Linked DNA regions of Pan troglodytes: regions 2 and 3 are each linked to region 1. The links are chromatin contacts, called in public HiChIP or PLAC-seq and capture Hi-C maps. All regions are on one chromosome and are shown on one strand. Each heading gives the region's core, a stretch centred on a gene start, on an enhancer-like site or on the middle of the called end of the contact. The rest is flanking DNA. Distances are from core to core; before and after follow the strand shown. Region 1 holds the start of CD58 (CD58 molecule). Region 2 holds the start of PTGFRN (prostaglandin F2 receptor inhibitor). Region 3 holds the start of TTF2 (transcription termination factor 2).

Region 1 (3,462 bases), core at 927-3,426:
AGAGCTGATGCTGTTAATCACTGCATTTGCAGCTTCCCTAATGAGGCAGGCTTGGGTCCCCAAAAGGGGATATACCCATTCAGTCTTGTCTTTAGTTTAAGGCCTATGGAGAGCAGTTTATAAATACATGTTTGCTGAATCAAATGACTTCTGAATGAATACATGAATTAGGTGAGAGAGATCACCAGGAAGGGACAGTTCAAATAATCTGTTGGAGGTGGAGCTTGGGCAAACTGGGTTTGCAGTGGAAGGGAGAACACAGGTACAGGCAGCAGTGACCCAAGGTGCCAGGGAATGAGGGACCAGCTTGCCTGGAGGAGAGTTACCCCATCCATTCAATTAATCCCTGTTTGTATCTCTTCTTTTCCCCAGCCACCCACACATGAACTCCCCAGAGCTATTTGGGCCCTGTGATGGTAGTCCACCCTGGCCTTCTGGCCTCCCTGCCTCCAATTCCTCCTGACTGCAGCCTTCCTCTTTGTTGCTAACAGATTCTTCTTCCCAGGCGCATGGTCCTGATCCTGTAAGGCCCAGGAGAAGCTCTCTCAGCTCAGAGAATCCAGACTCCCTAAGGGGACACTCAGCAATCTTTTCCCACATTATCACATGTCCACACATCACCAGTCCTTGAAGGCTGGGCTCAAATATCCTCCCTCCCATGAAGACTGCTTCACAAAAGACACTTGATTTCACAAAAGAGACTGCCTTCTTCTTCCCTCTGTACCCTCACAGCTCACCTTTTTTTTTTTTTTTTTTTTTTTTTTTGAGACAGGGTCATATTCTGTCACCCAGGCTGGAGTTCAGTGGCACAATCACAGCTCACTGCATCCTCTGCCTCCGGGACTCAGGTGATTCTCCCACCTCAGCCCTCCGAGTAGCTGGGACTATAGGTATGCGCCACCACGCTCAGCTAATTTTTGTATTTTTTGTAGAGCCGATCTTTCACCGTGTTGGCCCTGCTGGTCTCCGATTCCTGGCCTCAAGTGATCCACCTGCCTCAGCCTCCCAAAGTGCTAGGATGACAGGTGTAAGCCACCACGCCCAGCCCAGGCCTCTCTTACAACACTGACTTCTTTATCTGATCGTGCAGGTACTTTTGAGTCTATCTCAACCCCTCCCCCTTGGCTGTCTTCCACAGATGCACACGCGCACCTCCCGGGCAGGCAGTGGACGCTGAGCAAACGGACGGACGGGCTGGAGGGCTGGCAGTGGGGTGCAGAAGCCAGCCATGAGAACCCCTCAAGTACAGGTGAACTCGCTGGGAGGTTACTGCTGTACTCCTGGGGTTTGGCTATGGCCTGACTGGGGCCAATGTGTGGAGGGTGAAGGAGGATGGGGAGGCAAAATGGGAAGAAAGGGACCTATTTCCTGAGGTTGTTGTGACGACTTGGCTGACAACACACGGAGAGGATGGAACCGGTTCTGATACTAGTTTTTAGGATTTGAGGGGAGGAAAAAGGAGCAGGAGTCGCACCACTTAGGAATCCCAACGTGAGGCCGCTGCCGACTGGGCTTCCTAGTTGCCTCCCCGCTCCTCGCTGTGGGGCGACTCTGAAAAGTCCTCTCTGCTGATACGGCGGACGCCGCGCGGGCGGGGACCGCACCGCGCGGGGAGGGCAGCAGGCGTCGCCCTCGATCAGGTGGCATCCGCGCCCGCTCCCCGTCCCGGGCGCGTTCACGGCTGGGAAGAAGTTTTGCAGTCCGCTGAAGCGCTCAGCGACGTTACTGGGGAAGCCCAGGAAGGAACTTGGTCACTGGAGGGGGCCGGCGGGGGGGCGCAGGCCCCGCAGGACAGGCTAGCGGGCCGGAGCCCATCCTTCCCTAAGGCCACACAGTTCCTTGCTGACTCCATGAGGGACACTGGCGATGAAATAACAACTTTCTCTTCCTGAAAAGGCTCCCACGGCTGAGTTGTTCCCGGCCCACAGCGACCCGTCCCCACCCGTCTCTGATCGGCAGCCCAGCGCGTCCACCCAGCCTTGGTGGTGCCCAGTACGCGCCGGCCGGCGCGGGGCCCCTGGGGCAGGCTTCACTCACCAAAGCAGTGCAGCAGGCAGACCACGCCGAGGACCCCCAGGGCCCGCCCCGCGTCGCTCCCAGCAACCATGGCTCGTCGGGCCGGCCTCTGCGCGAGTGCCCAGCCACAAGCAGCCCTAAGTTCAAGCACCGCCTACGCGGTCGGCCAGAAGTAGGGCTCCGCCCAGCCCTGGGCTGGCAGCCCGCGCCCCGCCCCGGCCCTTCCTCCCCCACCCTCCGCGGCGCCGCGTTTGTCTTCGCGCTTCCACTCCCCGGGCGCGCCTCTGGGCTCGGCTCTGCGCGCCTCCTTCCTGTGTCCCCGGGGCGCCGTCCAGTCCCCCAGCTCGGTCCCTCCCGTCATTCCGCCGCCATTCCATACGCTATTTTTAAGTAAGAAATTCTTTCCTTGAAAATGGCTTGCGTTTTAAAAACCAGGTTTCTCTGCCTTCCTACCGCACCTCCCGAGCTTCCCCTTAGCGTTTGGGGCGTGCTGAAGGCCCCTCCGTGGCTAGACGGGGCTGTGGCTCCCAGAGAGCCACCGGAGGAGGCAGCGGGACGGGCGGGAGCACCCGGGACCCCTCATCCCTTCAGCGCTGTGTGATCCCGCATCAGACGGCCTCTTTGAACCACTTTTCCTCAAACATGACAAGGAAAGGGAGCATTTTAGACAACTGTTAGGCGTAGGGTTACCTGAGGCAGGCCTCCCCCGTCCCCACACTCCCTTATACCCGGAGCTGGGATTTCCAGCCTTTGGTTTCTCCCTTCTCAGATTCCTCTTTTTCTCTCTTCCCCCATCTCAACCGGGACTTTCCCTCAGGCTGAGATGTCAGATCCACATCTCCCTCACTGCCTAGCCTCCCCACATCCATCCAGCCCAAGCTGCGGCAGGCACTCATCACTCTCCCCGCTCTTCATCAGTCTGCATTGAGCTGGCCCTCCCCTCACATCCCTATATCCCAGAACAAATGACTCTATTCCCAGAACCAGCTCCTCACCTCAGCCTCCCTGTCTGTCCCCTTTCTTGCAGACAGAAGCACCAGAGTTGCCCCTGCCCAGCTGAGGGAGTTCACAGAACTCTTAGTTATTATGTGAGCAGGAATCCATTTCCATGAACAGGACTCCCTGCTGCCCAAATAACCACCAACACATGGTGCAGGTTGTGAAACTGAGAGGGAATGTGCTTTCTTGCTGCTTCACCTCCATTATCCCCAGGTGGGGACTCAAAGTCACTCAAGACACTTGAACCATATTGCAAAGAGACATGAATTATTTCTTAAGTTAGCCATAAAATCTTAAAAGGTATCTCTATCAGTGAAACTTCTGGAACCAATGCCCTCTACCACAAACCTGCTATCTTGAGATATTCCCTACCATCTGTAGATACTGGGAACACAAGGCAGGGGCAGTGTGTAACATAAAATGTGAGGAAATCAAGTGTTCTCTGCC
Region 2 (3,863 bases), core at 1,035-3,534, 340 kb after region 1:
GGCAAGAACTGTCTGCTTCATCCCTGTACCCCCAGGATCTAGCCCAGTGTCTGCCATTAATTCACTCTATAAATATACATTGGGACCTACCATGTGCTAGGCACAGTCCCTGACACACATTGTTTATTAAACAAAAGAATTTTTAAAACATCTACTCTGCCATAAGGTGGGATACAAGGTGAAAATGTGACAGCCTCTTAGGCCCATGCATTATTAGACAGAGATGGGGGTAGTGTATACATTTTGCTAAACTGAATGTGACCAAGTGCCACAATGTGTGGTTCAAACATCAAGCGTTCTGGGTGGTTAAGAAAAGGAAAGATGGAGGATGAGCTGAAATCTGAACTTCTGAAGGTGCCAGGCCTCACATTTCTCTGAAGCTCCACTATCTTCCAAGGCCTAACATTAGGCTTGAATTCAAGGTTGATTGAGTGAAATTGGGAAACTTCCCTGCAAGATTCTAGGGAAGAATTGGGATGGGGAAGAGAAAGGAATTACAGTGTGTATGAACAGAACCAGGAAAGGCTTGGCGGCAGAAATAAATTTTAAAAAAATTATTGTGTAAAATGTACATAGCACAAAATTTACCATTTTAACCTTAAAAATTTTTTTTTAGAGACGGTGTCTCACAATGTTGCCCGAGTCTCAAACTTCTAGCCTCAAATAAAAAAAAAAAAGAAAGAAAAAAGAAAAAGAAGAAAAAGTGCCAGCCCAGTGGCTCAGACCTGTAATCCCAGTCTTTGGGGAGGCCGAGGCGGGAGAATCGCTTGAGCCCAGGAGTTCGAGACCCACCTGGCCAACATAGGGAGACTCCAGTGTCTACAAAAAATAAAAACAATTAGCTGGAGTGTGGTGGCACACATCTGTGGTTCCAGCTACTTGAGAGGTGGAGGTGGGAGGATTGCTTGAGCCTGGGAGGTCAAGGCAGCAGTGATCCCTGATCGCACCACTGCACTCCGGCCTAGGTGACAGATCCTCATTTTGAGACCCTGTCTCAAAAATGAAAGAAAGAAAGAAGACAAAACAAATAAAAACTCCTGGCCTCAAGCAACACCATCCCTGCCCCCCGCCTCCCCCTGCCCCCCCAACCTCAGCCTTCTGAGTAGCTAGCATTACAAGTACCAGTTACCAGGCCTGGCAATTTTAAACATTTCTAAGTGTACCATTCAGTGGCATTAAGTACAATAACGTTGCACCACCAGGAATGAATTTTTAAGTCTCTTTCCAGAGATACCTGGCTAATCACACATTTGATAGTGGGGAAATAAGAAACATTTGTTGGTTGAAAGACGGATGCATGAGAGTAAAAGCAGTGTTCTTCCCCAGTGTGGGCAGTTTCCGCATAAGCATCTGCGATCCGTTTTGCATGTGAATGAAAGCCCAGTGACGGGCAGTGGGCACCAGTGCTGCTCCTTGCGTGTTTGAATCATGCTTGCTAAGTTTCAAGCAAGGAATGCTCCATTTCTCCCAACCAAGTCGGGCCTTTTGTATTCAAATCAAAAGCACAAAACTCTATTGTAGGGGGAAAATGAGTCTTTATTGGCAACCAGTGGTGTCCACTTACAGCAATAAATATGAAGTCTTAAGAGTACATTCTATATGAAGTACTATAGCTATTAATACACTTGGGTTTTGTTTGTTTTTTAAATGGGTGTCTTTGTGGGGTGCTGTTCTAATCAGTGCCACAGGCGCCGAGGAGAGGGAGGGAGCTGGGTAAGGAAGGAGGCAGGCCCACCCTAGCCACCGGGGAGTGGGCAGAGTCAGGAGAGCGGGGTTCTGATTTTGCCCCTTCCCTGTGAATCCTTGGGCACCTCACCGAAACACTTAAGGCCTCTGTATGGTAGAGGTTGGAATCCGTGGCCTTTAAAAGTCCTTTCAGCTCCTTCGCTCCTATCTGCATAATTTTTGGCATAGGCCAAGCGGCTGGTTGGTGGGGTGTTTAGCTCAGGACGAGAGGCCGAACGAGCGGGGAGTTGGCTGAGGATAGACTAGACACGCGTGGGTGACTCCAGCGTGATGGAACGCGGGGTGTCCCGGGATAGGGCTAAAGCGATGGGATTTCCAGACGAGTCTTTCCCAGGCCAACTTTTAAAGGTCGGAGGAAAGTTTCTCGTGGGGTGGGGGCCCAGAGGGGATGGCAGGGTGGGCTCCGACGCCTCCTCGCCTTTAAGCGGGTGGCCCCGGCTCTTCCTCCGTTACCTGGAGCGGGGAGGGGCTTGGGAAAGTTTGTGTTTGTTGCTGGCAAAGCGCCGGATGGGAGGCGCGGGCGGGCGCTGCGGTTCTTCCCTTCTGCTTTCGGGAAGCGGTCGGGGCTGCACACTCGGATCGGCGGGGCCGGCTCCCGGGCCCGGCCGGCTGGAGGAGGGAGGGAAGGAGGCGGGAGGGAGCGAGCGGAGCCAGGGGCGCACGTACGCCCCAGCGCTGGGATTTATCGGCTCGCGAGGAGAGCGGAGCAGGCGCGCGGCCCAGGCGGAGGAGCGCCGACTCTGGAGCAGCCGGAGCTGGAAGAGGAGGAGGAGGAGAGGCGGCGGGGAAGGAGGAGGAGGGGGAGAGTCGCTCCCGCCGGGCGAGCATGGGGCGCCTGGCCTCGAGGCCGCTGCTGCTGGCGCTCCTGTCGTTGGGTGAGTGTGCGCGGGGCTCAGCGGGGCACACGGGGACTGGCGGGGCCCTGGAGGGCTCGGCGGGGCGCGGCTGCAGCGCGCGGCCTGGGGCGCCGAGGGTGCCCGGGCTGCTCCCGGGAAACCCGGCCGGGGTGCGCGGGCTGTTCGGCCCGGCGGGGAGCGGCCGCGGGGCCGCCCGGAGCCTGGCGCGAATCCGCTCGGGCCCCGCGCGCGGGGTGCAAGTGGCCGCTCCGCCAGGCCGAGCCTCGCCCCCAACATGTGCCGGGGGGAGTGGCCCGGGGCCGTCTTTCCCCCAGGTCTCCCTACCTGTTGGCCGCCGGGAGCCCGGCTCACCTTGAACTCCCGGCCCGGAAGGTGCTGCGGTCCCGGCCCGGGTCCTCGGCTCGAGAGCGGAAATGTGAGCCTTTGATATGCCCCGCCATAGCCGCCGCCGGCCGGGTCGCTCTTCACCCAACCCGCGCGGAGTTGCCTTTCCAGGGAAGCGAGAGAATCCTCCAACTTCCTTCCACGAAGGTCACAGGGTGGCCCGGAGCGTTACAATGGAAATCGGCGAGCGAGTCCTGCCGTCATTTTCGTCGTGGCTAGATCTTCTGCCTCAGTCTTTTCTTTTAGCTTTTCTTGAAGCTGCCTAGCTGCGTGTTTATACACAAAGACCTAAGAGCCTGGCTTCTCCAACTTTTTCTACCTGTTACTTTCCCTCCCTTACTATCCCCTCGTCTTCCACCCTCCGGAAACCCTGGGTGCCCCGTGAGGTTTTGGCCCAGCGCCCTCCCCCCACCCAAGGAATCTTTTGTGGGTTTTTTCCCTCTCCATTTTCCATTCACTCCATACACAGACACCATCTTCACGTAGATCCACATGGTGATCCTAGCCAGCCACGGAAATATGTTTATTAAGTGCCCACCATGGTACCCCAGGGCCGACTCTTAAATGCTTTGATATTCTTGGATCCTTGTTGTCAGTGTCAACCAGGACAAGATGATTCCTGTGACCTGGCCTGGGGTTCTCTTCCAAGCCCCTAGAGAAGGTGGCTCTGAGTCTTTCACAGAGCGCATGATGTGCGGTGTCCGTGCCATTCAGGTCCCAGCTGCACACAGGGCAAATGATTACTCTGCACTTATGGTCAGAGGGTTCCAGAGGAGGCCTTGTACAGCCACTCCCCTGCTGGGGACACCGGGGCCCACACTGCTCTAACCCCCATGACTCCTGCTGCTGATGAACCAGCCTTGCTGGCTGCTGTGT
Region 3 (3,663 bases), core at 336-2,835, 490 kb after region 1:
TACATCATTTGCAAGAATAACAATCTTGGAATAATGAAAATGCCTCTATTTGTTGTTCCTGTCTTATCTCTAAGTTCATCTAAGTTTCAGAAGGGTAGTTATGTATAAAGGAACTTCACTTTGGAAATTCCATTTTTCTCTAGTCCTAGAGAGTTACTGCTAACTCCATTCATTTTGACATTTAAATACTATTTTATATTGTTATTTAAGTGTTCAACATGTACTAGTTCAGTCTCCTCAAAATACTGAGTAAGTTCCTTGTGCTTAGAATAGTTGTTTCAAACTTTGTGTATGTAAATGAATGAATTTTACATTTCTCAAGCACCTAGTCCACAACGGGCACAAAAAAGCTATTTAGTAAGTACTGTTTAATTAATAAATGATACCTCAGGTTTGTCTCCCTTCCTCCGGATCCCCATAACATGTACATTTATCACATCGCCCAGATTTCCTAGACATTACAGATTTTCTGTTCTACGGCCCCCATAAGAACAGTGCAGGTGCCACACCATATGTCTGGGACATATGGTCCTCAATAGCTGCAATATGAAACTATTTCTATTGCAATAAATCTAGTATCTATTCCTCTCTTTTTGTTTACTAATAGTTTTGATTACAACTTCAAATTTTAAAAATCGAGGATGAAGTCAAATAGAACGGAACTGTCCCCTTTCTTCTATTTAACCTCGTCTTCGATTTTTAAAATTACAAAAGCATAATAGCAAAAAAAAGTCTGACAATACAAAATGATAAAGTAAAATTCGCCTTCACCAAAAGTCATCTATTTCCCCTTTTGTGGTTTCCACGTTGCGGCTGGTAACTCGGGGCTTCCACGCTGGGCGAGCCTAGAGAACATCCAGTACACACAGGAAGCAGCAGCGCGGGCCAAATGGCGCTGAGACCTGCGCACCTGTCCACGGACCGCCCACTCGCCAACTCTGACCTTGGGTGAGTCTCTCAAACTTGAGTCTCGGGATCTTCCACAAAATGCTACCCATCTCACCAGGTCGAGTGAGGAGGGTCGTGTTATGTGTAAGCACTTTGGGAAATCTAAAGCACGAGGCAAACGTAAAGCATTGTAGGGGGTCCTAGAGAAGTCTTTGTGCCTGCCTATGAGAGCCGTTTCAGTTCACCGCAGCAGCTTCCAAGGACCTCCCACCATGCCCGCCGCTTCGGCTCCTGCACTGCAAATCTCGCGGCTCGGCCTGCAGCGGCGGCTTCCCCTGGCCTCCCACCCCAGCGACTGAGCGCGGAGCCCAGCGCGCACGAGCGCCAGCCTCGCTCAGAGACACCCACGAAGCCAGGGCCTTTCAGCGCCTGCTAACTGGCGCTACCCCTAGGGCCGCCTCTCGGTTTTAAACGTAAACAAGAGTTGCCCTTCCCTCTTCCAAGACCTGCAAATCGAAGCTTTTTTTCCTCCAGAAGCCCCGCCACCTTCTAAGCTTCTCCCCAGCCTCAGCCACGCCCCAGCCTGCAAAAGCCGGGTCTTTTACGCCCCCTGGCTCCGTATTTGATTTCGGCGCGCGCCATACCTGAGGGCAGCTGTGATTGGTTGGAGGTGAGCGAAGTTCCTATATGATTGGCTGATAGCGGCTAGGACGGGTAAAGGCCAAGGGCGGAGAATTATGGGAGGGATTAAGACTGCAAGAGCTGAGTGATGGTTGGTTCCTGAACAAAGAGGGCGGAGTAAAAGGCGGAAGCAGAATTGGGGGCGGGGCTTTGTGGAACTTGGGGGACCCAGCGAAATGGAAGAAGTTAGGTGTCCAGAGCACGGTAAGGGGCTAGGGTCTCAGCGTCCCGGGGCCTGTTGATTTAGCGTGGCGTAATCGTTGTTCACTTTCTTCTCTCTTCAGGGACTTTCTGCTTTCTTAAGACCGGCGTCCGCGATGGCCCGAATAAAGGAAAGAGCTTCTACGTGTGCCGGGCAGACACGTGCACCTTCGTGCTGGCCACCGAGTAGGTCTTGAGCTGGGCCCCACTCCCTGTGGCTGCCCGGGGCCTCCCGAGAGGAGCTGCCGGCTCCCCGCTGTCGGGCGTCACAGGGCCGAGGAGTTGTGGGGCCCTAGTTTGCGGTGTCAGGACCCTTTAAGCAATTGATGATCCCAGGGCAGCGTGGCGTGTTCGGAAGACGCCCAGCTAATTCTGGCTGTGTGACCCGAGGCTGGTTACCCCCCCTCTCTGGGCCGATGGTTCCCCTACCTGTAAAATTGAGGATCCGGTGTTTTCCAGCTCTGGGTTTCTATTCACTTGACGGGCCTTAACCACTCCCTTCTCCTGCCCAGACAGTCCCTCCCCCTTTAAAGGAGTAAGGACACACAGCAGACATAGTGGAAAATAATTTGTCCCTGTTTTGCACTAGTTTTAGGCCCGACGGTTTTTTTAAATGTTTGAGCTTAAAACACTCTAGTGATTAGTTGTTAGCCTTCTTATTTTTAAGTAGGATTCTCTGCATCTAAATGGTGAAATTGATAATTCAAAGAAATTAGCGCTGGAAGAAACAACGGAGGGCCTGGCGCGGTGTGTGACGCCTGTAATCCCAGCACTTTGGGAGGCGAAGGCGAGCGAATCGCTTGAGCCCAGGAGTTCGAAACCAGCCTGGGCAACATGGTGAAATCCCGTGTCTACGAAAAATTAAAAAAAATTGTCTGGGCATGGTATCACACGCCTGTAGTCCCAGCTACTCGTGAGGCTGAGGTGGGAGGAGAGAGTCAGAAATGTTAAGCATCTTCTCTAAAGTGAGGAAAGTTAATAGTTTGTCAAGTGTTAATGTTTTCACAGTACCAAGTGTCTACATTTTCTATGTGAATTTTAAAACTATCATCACATCATTAAACATCTCCTGCTCTCTATTCAGCAAAACTTGGTAAAGTTATTTTTCTCCGTGTCAGATGTAGAGTACATAATGGATATCAGTATTAGAAAAGTGCCCTTTCAACATGTATACCAACTTCCCATGTTTCTGTTTCATGAGTTAGATGATTTACACTGAGCCTCTCAGATATAGTACCCAGGTCAAGTTTTGTGAGATAGAAGCATTTTTACCTTTGCAGGAATTCAGCATTAATGGTGGCATAAGATTTGGTTTTACATTAAGAGAAACACTCTTATTTAGGATCCCATCTACACAAATGCTTTGCTATACAAACTAGCACAGTGGTATTTGAAGACAATTATTTGATAAACTTGATTTATTTGGACTATATCTGATAACCAAAATACAGGCCAAAAAAAGTGCCACAGGTTTAGGAGAGTATTTTAAACCTTCACTCAAACCTGTTTACTCTCAAATGTTATATATATTTAAATTTTTTCATAATAAGTTGGAAGGGAGTGATTAAAAACTTACACAAAACAAGAAGCATATAGGGCGTATTGTTAGAGGTAGGCGTGTGAATAACACTAAGTGACAGCTCTCAGCTTGTTAGAGGGAAAGGATGAAGGGAAGAGCCTGGGGAAAATTCATACAGGGCCTCACAGCCAGCCCTAATTATGTCATTCGTAGGGGGATCCCAGTGTAGAGATTACACAGTGCAGTGTGGTTTTAAACTTTTGAGTCATCAAGAAACAGTTATGCTTTATTTGGGAAAGTGGGTAAAGATGAAAGCTAGGGACTTCTTCCCCAAAGGAATGCCCATAGCTGTGATAATGTGTGGGAATTACAAA

What was found. HiChIP or PLAC-seq counts read pairs in DNA pulled down with a chosen protein or histone mark. Capture Hi-C pulls out chosen DNA fragments and counts their contacts.
Region 2: a contact with region 1 is called in an H3K4me3 HiChIP or PLAC-seq map of stem cell-derived excitatory neurons, with 4 times the contacts expected there. The contact joins the promoter of PTGFRN here to the promoter of CD58 in region 1. A contact is called at or near these places in 1 of 7 Hi-C or Micro-C datasets (stem cell-derived neural progenitor cells) and 1 of 1 datasets of contacts at active chromatin or transcription factors (stem cell-derived excitatory neurons).
Region 3: a capture Hi-C map of stem cell-derived neural stem cells shows a contact between it and region 1, with 6 times the contacts expected there. The contact joins the promoter of TTF2 here to the promoter of CD58 in region 1. A contact is called at or near these places in 3 of 7 Hi-C or Micro-C datasets (blood, induced pluripotent stem cells and stem cell-derived neural progenitor cells), 1 of 1 datasets of contacts at active chromatin or transcription factors (stem cell-derived excitatory neurons) and 1 of 1 other capture datasets (stem cell-derived neural stem cells).

The regions. Positions count from the first base shown.
Region 1 is chr1:113,796,473-113,799,934 of NHGRI_mPanTro3-v2.0_pri, forward strand. It overlaps CD58 (CD58 molecule), which reads right to left and starts at 2,177. Exons shown (of 6, transcript NM_001427916.1): 1 at 2,038-2,177. The coding sequence starts at 2,107. LOC129144261 (a long non-coding RNA gene) reads left to right here and starts at 767. Exons shown (of 4, transcript XR_008548527.2): 1 at 767-848; 2 at 933-1,027; 3 at 1,139-1,249.
Region 2 is chr1:114,134,170-114,138,032 of NHGRI_mPanTro3-v2.0_pri, forward strand. PTGFRN (prostaglandin F2 receptor inhibitor) reads left to right here and starts at 2,285. Exons shown (of 9, transcript XM_009428418.5): 1 at 2,285-2,621. The coding sequence starts at 2,573.
Region 3 is chr1:114,285,305-114,288,967 of NHGRI_mPanTro3-v2.0_pri, forward strand. TTF2 (transcription termination factor 2) reads left to right here and starts at 1,586. Exons shown (of 23, transcript XM_513683.8): 1 at 1,586-1,773; 2 at 1,854-1,956. The coding sequence starts at 1,746.